Linked DNA regions of Sus scrofa: all the other regions are linked to region 3. Evidence: chromatin contacts called from public Hi-C and HiChIP or PLAC-seq data. All regions are on one chromosome and are shown on one strand. The core of a region is the stretch at or near the end of the contact, and the rest is flanking DNA. Distances in the headings are between cores, read along the strand shown. Region 1 holds the start of B4GALNT4 (N-acetyl-beta-glucosaminyl-glycoprotein 4-beta-N-acetylgalactosaminyltransferase 1). Region 2 holds the start of BET1L (BET1-like protein). Region 3 holds the start of PGGHG (protein-glucosylgalactosylhydroxylysine glucosidase).

Evidence for each region. A called contact is a pair of places that touch in the nucleus more often than the background predicts. HiChIP or PLAC-seq counts read pairs in DNA pulled down with a chosen protein or histone mark.
Region 1: a Hi-C map of alveolar macrophages shows a contact between it and region 3, with 2.3 times the contacts expected there. The contact joins the promoter of B4GALNT4 here to the promoter of PGGHG in region 3. A contact is called at or near these places in 2 of 5 promoter capture datasets (fetal skeletal muscle and liver) and 4 of 47 Hi-C or Micro-C datasets (alveolar macrophages, blood, embryonic fibroblasts and 1 more).
Region 2: a contact with region 3 is called in an H3K27ac HiChIP or PLAC-seq map of alveolar macrophages. The contact joins the promoter of BET1L here to the promoter of PGGHG in region 3. A contact is called at or near these places in 1 of 5 promoter capture datasets (fetal liver), 3 of 47 Hi-C or Micro-C datasets (blood, embryonic fibroblasts and fetal liver) and 1 of 2 datasets of contacts at active chromatin or transcription factors (alveolar macrophages).

What each region holds. Positions count from the first base shown.
Region 1 is chr2:191,449-194,179 of Sscrofa11.1, forward strand. It overlaps B4GALNT4 (N-acetyl-beta-glucosaminyl-glycoprotein 4-beta-N-acetylgalactosaminyltransferase 1), which reads left to right and starts at 1,455. Exons shown (of 20, transcript XM_021082536.1): 1 at 1,455-1,898. The coding sequence starts at 1,748. It overlaps LOC102166195 (a long non-coding RNA gene), which reads right to left and starts at 1,349. Exons shown (of 4, transcript XR_002341370.1): 1 at 1,243-1,349.
Region 2 is chr2:30,707-33,432 of Sscrofa11.1, forward strand. It overlaps BET1L (BET1-like protein), which reads right to left and starts at 1,254. Exons shown (of 3, transcript XM_021082526.1): 1 at 1-1,254. It overlaps RIC8A (synembryn-A), which reads left to right and starts at 1,429. Exons shown (of 10, transcript XM_003124225.4): 1 at 1,429-1,671; 2 at 1,947-1,994; 3 at 2,081-2,671. The coding sequence starts at 1,588.
Region 3 is chr2:97,709-100,725 of Sscrofa11.1, forward strand. It overlaps PGGHG (protein-glucosylgalactosylhydroxylysine glucosidase), which reads left to right and starts at 1,546. Exons shown (of 15, transcript XM_005655041.3): 1 at 1,546-1,685; 2 at 1,775-1,834; 3 at 2,101-2,384; 4 at 2,696-2,906; 5 at 2,981-3,017. The coding sequence starts at 2,126.

The DNA of each region.
Region 1 (2,731 bases), core at 205-2,704, 94 kb after region 3:
GGTGGCAGTGTGAGCACGGCAACTTCTTGGACAATCTTCCCAAGAGGAAGTGGGGCCCACAGCCCCTCCTCTCACGCCTGGGTGGTCTGTGACAGCATGTGGCAGAACTGGGGTGTGGTGACTCACGGGATCCCCTTTGCTGGAGCCCGGAGGCCACCGCCCTGGAGAGGCCATGCCCAGGTGCTCTGCCTAATCATCCCGCCGAGCTCGGACTCAAGGGCCCAGAAGGCCCCAGACGACTCCGGCCTGGCCACCAGAGTCACCCCCAGCTGGCCACATCTTCCCACCTGAGGCCAGAGACATCCTGGGGCAGAGGAGAGCTGTCCTGTGGGGCCCCATCTGAATTCCCAAACCACAGAAGCCATGTGCTTAAGCAACAGCTGTTTTACAACCTGGCTTGTTACACAGTAACAGAAAACTGGAAGAGATGGAGGGAGGGACAGAGAAAAGAGTCAGGCTGGCAGCTGGGTAAAGGGAAGGCTGGAGATGGGACAGGGAGGGGTTGAGGAGGCCTGGGCAAGACTGGGAACCAAGTGGGGCACAGTTCATCAGCAACCCACACCTGCCCCCCCCCACCTCCAGTGCAGCAAGAGCCACCCCTTGGACCCCACCACTCAGCTCAGACACAGAAGGGTTCCCTCCTGTTCCCTCGCACATGGCCCTGCCTCTTCTGCCTGTGCACCTCCATCTTCACTCTGCCTTGGCGGAGGCCACCACCTTGCCCTTCTGCTGCCCCTGTCCACGTGGCAGCCAGGCCAGACCCTGGCTCTCCAAGCTGAGGTCCCTTGGTGGTTCCTCATGCCCTTCAGGGTGAAGCCATGTGCTTTTGAGACCCTCTCAGTCTTGCCTGCATGGAGCCTGTCCACCCCTACACACCCAGCCACCCTGACCCACCATCGTCACCTTCTCTCTGTGTTTTTCCCAAAACTTGCTGTTTCTTTTCTTGACTTTGAGCCGCATTCCTCCTGGTCGGAGTTGGAGGGTCTCCCCAACTCCAAGCCCAGGCTGCCCACATCCCTCCCCTCACATTCCCCAAGCTCCTAGGGCCTCCCCATCACCCGTCCCTACACCCTTGTTCCCCGTGTGCCCACTGTCCCCCAACCCATGGCCTGCGCCTCCAGCATCCTCCATCACCACACCTTGTGTCCCTGGCTTCCCCTGCCCCGCATCCCCCCGCCCTGTGCACCACCCCCTGCCCCGTGCACTCTCAGACCCTTGACTCCTGTCCCGTAGCCCACTCACCTCCGCATACAGGCATCCCGGGTCCTCCGCATCCCCGGGTCCCCGAGCCCCCGCGCTGCTCCGGGCCGGCGCGCCCAGGTGGATGCGCGCGCGTTGCGTGGAGACAAGCGGCGGGCACACCCTAACACGCCGACCCCGCCTCCCACGCTGCGGATTGGCTCCCCGCAGGCTGGCCGGACCCGGATTGGCCCTCGCGGCGCGGCGGCCGGGCCCGTTTCACGGTGGGTAGCACCGCAGCGTGGATGCTGCTCGGTCCCGCCGCGGCCCCCAGAGCGTGGAGCCCGAGTGGCCGGGCGGGGCCGGGCAGGGGCACCGTCAGGAGTCCCTCCACCGCCCACCCTGGGCCCTCGGCCAGGGGCAGTCTGGTGTCGCGGCCGCACCCTGTGGCCGCGGGCGGCGGACAAAGGGCCATGCGGGGCTGGGGGACCCGGCGCGGGGCGCACGGGAGCCGGGGGCCGCAGCGGCGCCACTGAGTGCGTCCCGGGGCGGGGCGGGGCCGGCCGCGATGCCGTGGTTCCCGGTGAAGAAGATCCGCAAACAGATCAAGCTGCTGCTTCTGCTGGTGCTGCTCACCTGCGCCGCGTGGCTCACGTACGTGCACCTGAGCCTGGTGCGCCAGGGCCGCGCGCTGCGCCAGCGGCTGGGCTACGGGCGAGGTACGGGAGGGGGCGCGCGCCCTCGGGGCGGGGGGCGGTAAGGGCCCCGAGCAGCGCCGGGCCCAGGCCTTCCCTTCCCGTCCGGGTCTCTGCGTGAGCCAGGCCCTCCAGGAGACCCTGACCGCCCTTCCCAGCTCGGCGATATTGGAACAGGGGGCGCGGTTCGGGTCGGCCCGAACGCCGGTGATGTCTGCGGGGACGTGCGCGACCCTCTTGGCGAGCGTCCCCGAACCTGGGCGGACTCCGGGATCAGGCCTGGAGTGGGTCGTGACGGGGTTAACGGTGGTCTCTTGGAGAGACCTCCGCTCCCAGGCATGCTGGGATTTCTGAGAGGCCAAGTCTGGCAGCTCCTCCACCGCTTACCTACTTAGCAGAGCCTCAGTTTCCCTGTCTCCTGGGGAGGGGGATGGGTGCTGGCTGCGGGGAGCTGACCCTTGGAGTTGGGACGCTTCGTGGAGGAGGCACCTTAGGCAAACCTGTGATCCAGGTCTGAGGAGTTTGTGTGTTGGGGCGTAAGGCATGGGCTTGGGGTTCCAGCCTGGGGAGCCCCGAACTGTCTGGAGTGAACTCTCAGGCTCCTGGAGCTCACGCCCCAGGGAGGACAGTGGACAAATCCGGTCATGGTGAGCACTGTGGTAAAGAGCCAGAGGTGGGGGTGGGGGGTTGCACCTTAGCAGGGGGAATCCCGGAGGGCTTCTTTAGGTGGTGACCTTTGACACATAATATTTGGGGGAGGGGGAGGCAGAGGGCCTAGAACCTTGGTGGGAAGGTGATGAGAGAGAGAGAGAAGCATGCACCTCAGGCAGGGCAAGGGAGAGCCCAGCCAAGCTGTT
Region 2 (2,726 bases), core at 4-2,503, 67 kb before region 3:
CTCCTGGGACTGCTGGAAGGTTATCGTTTTTAATAGCATCATGGTGCCGACAGACAATTCCGCGGCCATTCCTGCCGAAGGCGGTGTCAAATCCTAACTGGAAAGAGCTCACGGCCCTTTCTCAGGCGAGAGAGGCTCCTCGCGGCGACACGGCCCGGGGTCCGAGGCCCGCCCGGCTGCGGTGCGGTTAAGGCGAGGACTCGGTGTGAAGCACGCTCCAGATGCTGCCGGCGGGATAAAGAGGGGATCAGTGCCTGGAACAAGCGAGCGCTGCAAAAATCTCAGGGATGAAGCACTTGAAGGAAAACGGGAAATCAGGAAGAAGAGTGGGAGCGTGAGGGGAGTTAGGGGCAGGAGGAGCCGGTGCTGCGACCTTGCACCCGGGCACTGACAAGGGGTCTGGCACAAAATAGATGCTCAACAAAGGCTTGTTGCGCAGTGGGTGGAGTATATGTTATTCACCCACTGTAATGGAGCATTCACTCTGTGTCGTTTAGTGCTGACAACCCACCGAAATGGGACCTTTTATCATCTCTGCTTTTCAAAAGAGGGAACTGGGTCCAGGCCAGAAGATGTGTCTGCTTACACAGCCAGGAAGTCCCTGCACATGATCAGGCTTTGCCTTCATCCTGACCTGGACCTTCCCTCCCCACTCTCCCCTGTCTCTCAGCCCCAACAATGATCTCTTTCTCCTACAACGGCCATTCCCACCTTTACTCTGCCGGCTCCTTCGGCCTTGAATGAACTTCCCCCACATCCCTTCCTGGCTCACTTCTTCCTCTGGTCTCAGCAAAAGCGACACTTATTCAAATCCCCTTGGAGCCCATCAGGCCCCTTTTTCAATCACAGCACTATGACTGCTTAAAGTCTTCCCGTTTTCCCGTTTTTGTTTTCACCTCTGCAATATAAGCTCCACGAAGGCAAGGACCTGTGGGTTCTGTTCACCCACATCCTGGTTCCTTGCATGCTGTAGGCCCTCAAACGCCTGCTTAATAAACAAAGTGGTCCCGGGGCTGCAAAGTCCTTTCCACTTCGTCTTTCCTCGGAACATCTCATTCGTTCTGTACATCAAGAGGGGTGTAGTGTGCGTGTAATAGCGGGGTGAGAAGCTAAGGCCCTCTCCCGTAGGGAATTCACTGCTCGGAGCCGGAGCGATTCAGGCCCGTGGTCGGATAACCACTGAGTCGGACACTGAAAGGCAACGTGACTAGACATCAAAGCCTTTAAATTCCCGAGGGCTCTTCTAGGCCTCTCCACTTTAAGGCGCGCGCAGCCCGGGCCCCCGCCCCGCGCGGCGCCGCGCGCAGCCCGGGCCCCCGCCCCGCGCGGCGCCGCGCGCAGCCCGGGCCCCCGCCCCGCGCGGCGCCGCGCGCAGCCCGGGCCCCCGCCCCGCGCGGCGCCGCGCGCAGCCCGGGCCCCCGCCCCGCGCGGCGCCGCGCGCAGCCCGGGCCCCCGCCCGCGCGGCGCCGCGCACGCCCCTTCCCGGCCTCCCCCGCGCGCCGAGCTAGGGCCGGGCGGGCCGTCTGGGGCCCAGAGCCTTGGAGCGAGGTACCTTCCGCTTCCTCGGGCCGGGGTCCCGGGAGCGCCATGGAGCCTCGGGCGGTAGTGGATGCTATAGAGACGGGGGAGGAGGACGTGGTTATGGAGGCTCTGCGCGCCTACAACCGGGAGGTGAGCGGGAGCTATGGACGTGGGACGCGCAGGGAGGAGGTGGGGCTGGGTGGGTCCCGCGCGCGTGGCCGGCGGGGAGGGTGTGAGTGGTGAGCGTGGCGGAAGGCTGAGGGTGTTGGCGAGCACGGCGGGGAGGGGCACCGAGTCTTTGAAGAGTTGCTGGGGGTGCCGTGGGGAAAGGGAGCCCTGTCTATTGAGAGCGGTGTCTGCGGCCTTGGAGCTCGGATTCTGCTTCGGTGGACCTGTGCCTCCTAATCTTCTGGGTCTGTTTGCAGAACTCCCAGAGCTTCACGTTTGACGATGCCCAACAGGAGGACAGGAAGGTGGGTGCTTATCAAGGGTAAAGGGGCAGGGACGGGTGGCCCAGGTAGAGGAGCCTGATGGAACCGCTCTATTCCCCTGCCCACAGAGACTGGCGGAGCTGCTGGTCTCAGTCCTGGAGCAGGGCTTGTCACCTTCCCGCCGAGTCATCTGGCTGCAGAGCATCCGCATCCTGTCGAGGGACCGCAGCTGCCTGGACTCGTTCACCAGCCGCCAGAGCCTGCAAGCGCTTGCCTGCTATGCTGGCATCTCTGCTTCGAAGGGGTCGTGTCCTGAGACTCTGGACATGGATGTTGTGCTCGAGTCCCTTAAGTGCCTGTGCAACCTCGTGCTGAGCAGCTCCGTGGCACAGGTGCTCGCCGCAGAGGCGGGGCTAGTGGTGAGGCTCGCAGAGCGAGTGAGACTGTACCGCCAGAGCAGCTTCCCGCATGACGTCCAGTTCTTTGACTTGCGCCTCCTCTTCTTGCTAACGGCGCTTCGCACTGATGTGCGCAGGCAGCTGTTTGAGGAGCTGCAGGGAGTGCACCTGCTGACCGAGGCACTGGAGCTGACGCTGGGAATGACCCCTGGAGAGGGACCCCCGGAACTCCTTCCTTCCCAGGAGACCGAACGGGCCATGGAGATCCTCAAAGTGCTTTTCAACATCACCTTCGACTCCATCAAGAGGGAGGTGGATGAGGTGAGGGCTGGCCTCAGCCTTCGGTTGGGCTTAACAACTAGGATGCTTCCGGGAC
Region 3 (3,017 bases), core at 296-2,795:
GGGTGGGAGGGGCCCTGGGAGTCAGTGCCTTCACTTTCCCAATTTCCCTGCCATGATCCATTTTCTTTTTTTTTAATTTTTATCTTTTATTTTTTATTTTTGGCCACACCCATGGCATGTGGAAGTTCCCAGGCCAGGGATCACACCCGCACCAAAGCAGCCACTTGAGCTGCAGCAGGGACAATGCCAGCCCCTTAGCCTGCTGAACCACAAAGGACCTCCCGCAATCCATTTTCAAATCCAGTTATTCATTCACAAAACAGATAAAACTTCTGCCCTCTTCGAGTGCCTTCCAGGCGGCAGACAGGGGCTGTGGAGGAAGGGAAGCAGGGCTGGGGGTGGAGCCGGGGGTTCCTCTGACCGTGAGGAGTCTGGGGACATCCAGGTGAGGATGGGGCGTGTGGGGCGGACGGAAGTGAGGGAGCGGTCTCAAGGTGCCTTGAAGAAATGGCAGTGGAGGCCGTGGAAGGGCCGTGACAGGGCGTGGCTTTGCCGGCTGGGGCGTCTACAACCTGGACTGCGTGGCTTGTCCACAACAGAAGTGCGTTTCTCACAGTCCTGGAGGACAGGCAGTCCAAGGTCGAGATGCCCGTCCATTTGGTGTTTCCTGGTTGCGGGTGGCTGTCTTCTGGCTGTGTCCAGCCAGGCTGGAAAGAGAGCAAGCTCTCGGGCCTCTTCTAAGGGCACAAATCCCATTCTTGACAATTTTTGAGCTAATTATGCCCCAAAGGCCCCAGCTCCAAGTACCTTCACACTGGGGGTTAGACTGCAACAGATGGACACACCCCGTCCCTGACTAAGTGCACACTTAGAACAGTGCAGAAGCAGCAAGGAAGCCTGGGTGGCAGCAGTGGGCTGGGGGAGGGAGCCCTGGATGGCTCATCCTGCCGCTGAGATGGGCACCACTGCACGCTCCTAGCAGACTCTGATCCCTCACAGGGTGGCTGTGGCCCTGCTAACAAGGACGGTGAGGGCCAGAGCAGGACTGCACCGACCCAGGAGGACCTCTAAGAGGGGATGGTGAGAGCCAGCCTGCTCTGGAAGGGGGCCTCCTGGACGGATGTGAGTGTGGGGACACAGGGCACCTGAGCAGCTGGACAGGTGAAGTCACCATTGCCTGTGCTGGAGGAGGCCACAGGAAGAGCAGGTTTGGGGGACACATCTGGCTGGACAAGCAGACAGCATCGTCATCTGGGTCAGATCAGGGCTAGAGAGACAAGGGCCAGACGGGGCAGGGGGACAAGGAAGGAGACAGAGACTGAGAGAAGAGGCTGGGGAGAGCCAGAAAGCCGCCCTGAGAAAGGCAGGAGGGTCTCCGGCACCGGGGTCTCCAGCCTGCCCTCTCCGTCCAGGAGCCAGGGAGGAATGGGAGCCGGGAGAGGGGCCACCTCAGCCGAAAGCCCCAGGGCCCTCTCAGATCCACCCTTTGCACTGGGCTCCTCCTGCGGGTTCCCCCAAGCCACGCCCAGCAGGTCCGTGACCCACCGGGCGGCTTTGCAGGCGGGGCGGCGGAGGCTGCATCCTGTCCCGCCCCAGGGGTGGGGAAGCGCTGAGGCCCGCCCCGCGAGGCCCTTGGACGGGGACCGCGGGGCCTTCCGGCTGACTCGGCCGCTCGGCTACTTCTCTCTCCAGTGGCGGAGGGGTGGCGCTGACCCGGCTGCAGCCCAGGGACCCACAAGGCTGCGGTGAGCCCCAGAGACCCCCACCCCAAACTCCGTCTGGCTTCCTGAGGACGAGTCCCCTGGGCTGAAGTCCCCTCTCTTCCCACCAGCAGGACAGGGCCGTGGCTGCGCCACCTGGAGAGAGCTGGAAGGGTTAGGATTGAGGTCCTCAGGTGGGAATCTGGGGACTCCGTTCGGTCCCTGGAGATCAGTACTTGGGGGTGGGGGGCGGTCGGCGAGCATCTCAGGGTGAGGGTGTTTCCTGAGGGGGCTTAAGAGTAGGAGGCCTGGAAAATCAGGGCTGCCCAAGTGGGCCCACACCCCTCCCTCCACCTGTGAGTGCCATCAGCCAAGTTCCAAGGCCGGCTTTGGGGTTTAGAGGCTGTCAGAAGAGAGCAGCCCAGCCAATTGTGGGGCCCTCTGACTCCCCCTTCTCTAGGCCGCTCCACTGAGCAAAGTGTTCCATGGAGGATGCTGGCAGGGACCCCACCGTATTCACTGCCCATTCTCTGCCCAGTGACCCCCGCCTCTTGGCCACCGTGACCAACGCCTACTTAGGCACACGCGTGTATCATGACACACTGCATGTGAGTGGCGTGTACAATGGGGCTTCGGGGGAAACGCACCGGGCCATTCTGCCCAGTCCCCTCAATGTCCAGCTGGAGGCCCCTGCAGGGGCAGGAGAGCAGCTGATCAACACCTTCGCCCTGGACACTAACACAGGTAGCCCCCGCCTACCGGGCCCCACACCTCCCACCACTGCTCCAGGTGAGTGGGAGAACCGCCAGGGGCCCCGTCCTCACTCGGGACGGCCGGCTCCCAAAGAAAGAAGGCCCTGAGCAGCCCCTTTGTGAGGTCTTTAGCCGGCGGGCCTCCTGAACGGCCAGGAGCCTGGGGCCTCCTGTGTGGCTGTAGCTCCCGGACGGCAGTTGGGGCTCCACTCCCAGCTCAAAAAGGTGGCAGCTTGGGACTGTCCTCGGCGGCCCCAAGCTGGGTGGGTGAATGGCCCTGCCCTCCCCTCCGTCCTGCCCCAGGCTCCTTTCTGCACACCCTGGAGGGCCCCAGCTTCCGGGTTTCCCAGCGCATCTGTGCCCACCGCGTGCTGCCTCACGTCCTGACCTTCAGCGTGGCCATCACCCGCCTGGCTGCGAGGAGCTGGCCCATCACAGTGCGGCTGCGGTCAGCCTTCTCCCCAGAAAGCCCCGACCTGGACCTGCACCTGGGTCCTGACTTCCAGGGAGCCCGGTGAGGAGGGGGCAGGGGGCGGCCGGGTGGCGGGAGGTGGAGCCGGTCCCTGAGACACAGCCATGCCCTTGCAGGTACCTGTATGGCCACACGCTCACCACAGAGCAGCCC